Regions from separate parts of the Danio rerio genome. Here region 2 is linked to region 1. Evidence: chromatin contacts called from public Hi-C data. All regions are on one chromosome and are shown on one strand. Each heading gives the region's core, a stretch centred on a gene start, on an enhancer-like site or on the middle of the called end of the contact. The rest is flanking DNA. Distances are from core to core; before and after follow the strand shown.

Region 1 (3,343 bases), core at 11-2,510:
TAGGATAATTAGGCAAATCATTGTATAACGATAGTTTGTTCTGTAGACTATCAAAAAAATAATAATACTAAACTTAAAATCGTTTAAAAATTAAATACTGTTTTTATTCTAGCCAAATTAAAACATAAGTATTATAGAAATAATTTCCTTCTGCTCTGTTAAACATCATATGGGAAATATTTGAAAATAATAATAATAATAATAAATTTGACTTCAACTGTAAACACTCTCAGAAAAAAAGGTTCACAGTGGTACAAAAAGTGTTCCTTTAAGAACAGTTTTGTACCTTTGTAAAAATTGTACCTTATTATATTAAATTATTAAAAGGCCTCTTATGATACTGTTCTGTACCTTTTTCGGTACAACTGAAATGGAGGTACACAATTGTTCTCATATAAAAGGTACATCAACAACTCCTTCTTTGTTACAATACCATGAAAATAAATATGACTGGATTAAGTGATTTTACGAATAATTTTCATATTAAAACATGGGAGCTGGCAAAAGTCCCACATATGCAGAAATTTTAGTATTGTAAAGCTAATCAGACATTGTGCATAACTCGTTACAAGACTTTTGCATAATTCTATTTTTTTTTTAATTAAGCAATTTGAATGAATATTTGAGTGATTATAAAGATATTGTGAGAAAATGGGAGAACATTTTTTATTATTTGTTTTTATTTTTAATTGTAAATTAAAGAAACTTTAAATTTGCTGAAAATAAATTGACACATTTTGGATGTAGCAAAATGCCTTTGAATAGTTCTTGAAGAAACACATTTGACACTGTAAAAGTACAAAGTGTCCTGTCACAGTGGTACCTTTATGGATCAGATTTGTACCTTTGATAAAAGGTACAATATTGTATCTGCAGGTTTTAAAAACCAAAGGTACATTTTGGTTTCCCATAGTACAAATCATGTCCTTAAAAGGTACAAACTGCAAAGTTACAAATTTATTTCTTCGTCTTAAAGTGCAATTCTGTTCCAAAAAAAGGTACTGCCCCAGTGACAAGGGTTTGTACATTCTTTGGTGCAACATTGTACCATTTTTTTCTGAGAGTGTATACACAAATATCACAAAAAAATATATATATTTCATGTGAAAACAATTTTTTAAATACTGACATGTTTCAGAAAACCTGATTCAGTGGTGCTGAATCCTGTGACAAGATCAGAATAGATTCACACATAAAGACACTGATACACTCCTCCTTTTTCCGCCCACAAGTCCTTAAATTTCTCCTCAGCTTTCTCTCTTGGCTCGTCTCTCTCACTCTCTCACTGTCTATTTCTCACTTTTCATGCTGTGGTAAATCTGGGAGACCTTAGGCCTACTAGAAGCTTACTTATGTCCCTCAACGGGCCTCTTTACCCAGTCTGTAATTAGACCTGGCCATACACACACACACACACAAACACACACACACAAACACACACACACACACACACACACACACACACACACACACACACACACACACACACACACACACACACACACACACACACACACACACACATAGAGAAGCCAAATTCATATATCCAAATGTACCTCAAACCAGGATATGACATCAGCGTCGGTTAGAAAAAAAATGGGCCCAACCAAACAGAGCAGTAGGTTGGCATTTCACTGAACTAATTTTGAGCCTATAGATTTATTGCACACTTCCCATCCCAGACATCTGTGGTAAAGCACACAGCCTTGACCAGATGCCCATTGGCACCACAAGGTCAACCTGCCATTAGTCAACACTGCGGACCGGCAGTTAGAGCGATACTGTGGATCATAATCTAGTAACTTGGCCAAGGTCAGGTTTGCGGGTATAATTGGCAGTATAATTCACCATGAGATGGGTTAGAAAGGTGGATGTGGGACAGATGAAATTATATAATACAAAATAAAAGGTGTTTTACAGCAGATCTGTCTCAATTTTAAGGTGCAGTCACAGTAAAATATCAAAGAATTCTTCATTTCACTACTTACTTGCTTTATATGGATTATATGGTTGATGTTGTAAATTTGCTGCTTATTTTTCTAAATGAACTATATTTGCTAATGAACCATTGGAGTTGGTCTGTTGTGACTCATAACTCTTCAGAATATTAATGGGGACGTTTAAAACAAAAATTAACCATTAAAAAATTCTTATCTACAGAAATTGCTTATATGCAAAGTTGAAAGTGAACAAAAATGTATAGAAATATTTGATAGAAAATCTAAATAAAGATACAAATGTTAAACGGATAAGAACAAATGCATTCATGAATAATAAATCACATAATAATCGGACCCTGTGTCCATTACAATGAACATCGCATGACAGCTCATGTTTTCTATGGTTCCTGAGCATTTCATCTAATTTAAAGCCTGCAGTCCATAAGAGTGGACGATTGTCATCCAATCAAATGGCAGTCAGGCTCGGCATGTTGTATTTTGGAAAAAAACAACAACAACTGAACACTGAAAACCAACATGGCATCCCTTCATTCCAGACACAAACGCAAGCCACGTTTACAATGTTTTGATTCCGGTTTATTGGTATGTCAAATATGTCTGTCCATTAGAATGTACAATAGGTTCAAAATCTGTTACTGAAAGTAAATCTTCAGTAATGCTGCTTGAACTGAATGTACTAATTCTTTGCTGAAAAAGTTTCATACGCAAAATATACAGATCTTGAAGTTCTTGAGCATATAGCAGATGGAAATATCTCAGATGTGGACATTATGTGGAGCGACAAGGAAGATAAAGAAAGTTTGTTATAAACACTCTATATAAAACCAAAACCCTAAAATTAAAGTAAAAATGTTAGAAACTTAAATGTTTGTGATTTTGAAAATAAATTTCAAGATTACCAGCAATCATGTGTGTGTGTGTGTGTGTGTGTGTGTGTGTGTGTGTATTTTGTGTTGGCATAATTTTTGGGAAGTACAACTGTTCTGACCTGATGTCCATCGAAAAGGACAGATACATATACACATACGTAAAGGTTGTTGAATCGTATTTTATTATAATTTCATCTCTTTATTAAATGAATTATGTATCAGTTGAGTGAATGTCAAAATGTAATATAATCATGTTATTTACTAAAATGTAGTTTAATAAATTAATATAATTAAACAATTCATATATTTCTTTATACACATTTAGTTTTTAAGAATTTCAGTGCAAATTCATATATTATGAATAGAGAATATAAAGTGCCTATAAAGTGCCTATGAATGCTTCATTGTGTATGTTTAGTCTGCCATCTGCTGATTTAATAGAGCATTGCTTGAGACTGTAATTCACTGCAATATACATGTAGCCCACGAGGTGTCCCCATTATGTTGTGTGTG
Region 2 (3,630 bases), core at 181-2,680, 240 kb before region 1:
AGAATGTGGATGGAGATCAATATACATTGTGCTTTTTAAAAGAATCCAGTCTAAAACAGTTTAGATCAGGGGTGCCTAAACTTTTTTCGAATGAAGGGCCAAAAACCAAATATCACTCAGAGCTGTGGGCCGAAGGTATTTATACCAAATTTGATTCATAATATTTCAAAATAAATAGAAAAAGTTACTTTAAATTGTATTATCTAATGCAGTATAACCTTTTAAATATTAAAAATTATTGCTTATTGCAATAAAAACAAACTATCCCGTTTATACCACAGTGGAGTTCAATGCTGAATACACAGGTCAAGCAGAATCTGCGTTTGACCTGTTTTACTCACCAAATTCTCTGGACTGATGGGAGGTAGTATGTACATTTAGACAATATCTGATTAATTTACATAATTTAGTTGAAATTTTATTTTAGTTGGCTTTTAAAAATAACAATAAAGCAAACAAACAAATGGTTACATTAATTTGAAATGTCAATGTGGAAACCATCCCCATCACTCTCTCTCAGATGGGATGGTGGGCCAAATCAAAGTTTACCAAGGTCCAACTTTGGCCCCCTGGCCCTAGTTTGGGCTTCTCTGGTTTAGATTAACAGAAAACAACTATACAGATATGTCTGATTTTGTCTGATAACAGAAGAGCTTTTTTGTGTCTTGCTCAAATTTTTTTTACATTTTACAATGGTGCACTTTTAGAACATATTTAGGTAAATACATTCATCTTTTAAAATATATAAATGCTTTAAAATGCATCCAAACTCATACAAAAACTGTACCATGCGGGTCACACTTTATTTGGATGGTCCGTTGATTTTAAGGTAAACTATATCTACTTGCACAGTTTCTTCTTGAAGGAGCAGTATCAACAGCTATTAAGCAGATAGTCTAATACTCAACTGGACCATCAAAATAAATTGTTACCCTTGTTTATTTATTTGTTATATTTATTTTGTTATAATCTATAAGAGAATAAAGAACTGTTTTGATTGGGATATTTTAAATAGATTGCAGAGCATCAAACAAAACGAACTGAATCAGTTCCCTCAATGATTCAGACAACTCGAGAATCGTTTGAACAGTGCCTCACTCAGTAAACACTGACGAAATACAGCATGAGGTGCTTTTTTTGCAGATAACACACTGAACCAAAAGCTCCACAAGCTCTCTTTTTGTTTTCCAGCTCTAAAAAGCCGCTGAGGCTCACCTTTAAGCGCGTCTCCGAAACTTTAAACGCCTTGAGCGACATGAACAGGTGGTGAGGAGGCGTGTCCAAGCAGACGACAGGCTTGACTTTTGACCATCCAAACTGCAGGGAAAATAACGCGAGCGCAATGGGTTGAACCAATCGGCGCATTCTTCCACACAGTGGGCGGAGCCATCCCTGCTAGAATGGAGTGGAAGCAGCTCGCCGGAGAGTCAGTGAAACAGGCGCTGTCAGAAGGAGTGGATATACACTTGTCGGCTCAGCTGATTTGAATGACAACAATATTTTGAAAATAGTCGGATACATTTTCATCTGCTGAGCTAACGCTTGGAGGAAGGATCGCACGAAATAAGGTGGGTGCCGATTAAGACTTTTTTCTAGTATATGCGTGTGCTGGCAACGCTTAAATTATAGATATATATCATTAGTCTGAGTGATAATGTAATTTAGAGTAACTTAATATTTGGGAAACGAATAGCCAGCATTCTGGGGACCAGTAAACATTCTTGGAGCTCAAAATGATAACGTCTGCCATGTTGAATTACTTGTTGGATGAAAATGATGAATAATATTCATGTCTTCATGTATGGAGATGTGCCACTCCTAAAGCGCGTTTACAGTTGGCCATAGAGATCTGCGACAGACTCGTGTTTTCCACATTTACATAGGCCAGCACGTGCGCTTTTATCTGTTTGCAACTGGCAACTACTGTTGAACAATAAAATAGCATGAATAGACAGACACGAGTCTTGGATTTTTACCGATGCGTAATTTTGGCGCCCCTGTGGCGCTACATGTGCAAATAGGCTTCCTGCTGTTTCATCCTTCATTCACCATCACTGGCACTGAATGACACCCAGCCTGGATGAATCTGTGTCCCTTTTAGAATGACAAAAAGACAAGCATGCTTATTTAGGATGAAGTAAAGGAGAGCTGTAAAACTGTGTGTCATGGTGCTCCACTGCTGGCCTCATTGCATCATCTCCTTTTTCATTTGGTTTCAGGTTATCAGAGCAGCAGCTTCTCAGGGGAACGAGAGAAGCCTTGTGAATATTTGGTGAAGCGATAGCAGCGGCGACACCTGGTCTCCCGAGTCCCCACGTTCGCTTTCATCCTCATCAGAGTGGAGAAACAAGATGGGGAATGGATTATCAGAGCCCCATGCCATCTTTCCGTGCCTGCCGTCCTTCCAGGCCCTGCACATTGTTATTCTCGGATTGGACTGTGCCGGTAAGACCACAGTGTTGTACAGACTACGCTTCAACGAGTTTGTGAACACCGTTCCCACTAAGGGCTTCAACACAGAGAAGATCAAAGTAAATCTTGGTCCTAAAAGCCGGACTGCCACCTTTCACTTTTGGGATGTAGGGGGTCAGGAGAAGCTCCGACCACTCTGGCGCTCATACACACGGTGTGCCGATGGCCTTGTGTTTGTGGTGGACTCGGTAGATGCAGAACGCATGGAGGAAGCCAAGACGGAGCTACATAAGATCACACGGCTTCAGGAGAACCTGGGGGTGCCTGTGCTGGTGGTGGCTAACAAGCAGGACCTGCGTAGCGCTTTGCCCCTCTCTGAAGTTGAACAGATGTTGGCGCTGAATGAGCTCGGTTCCCATACACCCTGGCACCTCCAACCGGCTTGTGCCATCATCGGAGAAGGTCTCCAAGAAGGCCTTGAACGCCTCCACACCATGATCATCAAGCGGAGAAAAATGATGAGGCAGCAGAAACGGAAAAGATGACTCTTTGGTGATGAGAATGTGAGCTGGTAGGCCTCTGTGATGGCTCCGCTACTAATGTGCCATAGGCCTTTGTGGCCACTGCGCTCCTGGAAGTATTGTTTCATCGGGCTGAGTTTTATCAGTCAGGAGGTCCTGGATGGGTACAGTTCAGAGACTGCGAGAGGACAATATTGATTGTCCACTTTGGTTATCGGATTGTAGCAGCTGTGGGACGATCACATGGAACTTTCACATTAACGCAGTGTTACGCAATGTCATTGGGTCTGTGGTACATCCAGTTCTTGTGAAGGACAGTACTGGACATGAACTTGTAAATGACAGAGACTGTTCGCCAAAGAGTTGGTTATTGTCTGACATGTTACACGTATCTAATATCCTAGCATTCATATGAAGTCTTGAAATGGAAGGACTGATTACCAAAGCTGCCATGGACTAATGAAAAAAAAAACCTGCACATTCAGGATGATTAGTTTTATCCAGAATGACCACCCTTCATTTTCCCTGAGTGTTTGTCGTCTCGGTGGTCAGGGGAACCAGAATAAGCTTTATGGATCACTTGTTGGGGAACGCACAAATGTTTATTTGACTAGACTCACTGAAGCAGGGTATTTCGCTAACCACTAAAGTATTTCAACAGGTGGATGTGGAAAGATTTGTAAGGTGTAAAATCCTT

Evidence for each region. A called contact is a pair of places that touch in the nucleus more often than the background predicts.
Region 2: a contact with region 1 is called in a Hi-C map of an unstated tissue, with 5 times the contacts expected there. The contact joins the promoter of arl4ab here to the enhancer-like site in region 1. A contact is called at or near these places in 2 of 18 Hi-C or Micro-C datasets (caudal fin and an unstated tissue).

The regions. Positions count from the first base shown.
Region 1 is chr19:33,562,553-33,565,895 of GRCz12tu, reverse strand. It overlaps a transcript of meox2b not described here. Among named protein-coding and RNA genes, the nearest start is that of meox2b, 29 kb to the left of the region's middle. Within about 2 kb of position 1,260, at least 6 of the 62 cell types and tissues checked have an H3K27ac peak or open chromatin away from gene starts, as enhancers often do.
Region 2 is chr19:33,798,879-33,802,508 of GRCz12tu, reverse strand. It overlaps arl4ab (ADP-ribosylation factor-like 4ab), which reads left to right and starts at 1,430. Exons shown (of 2, transcript NM_200318.2): 1 at 1,430-1,568; 2 at 2,220-3,630. The coding sequence starts at 2,352. The coding sequence ends at 2,957.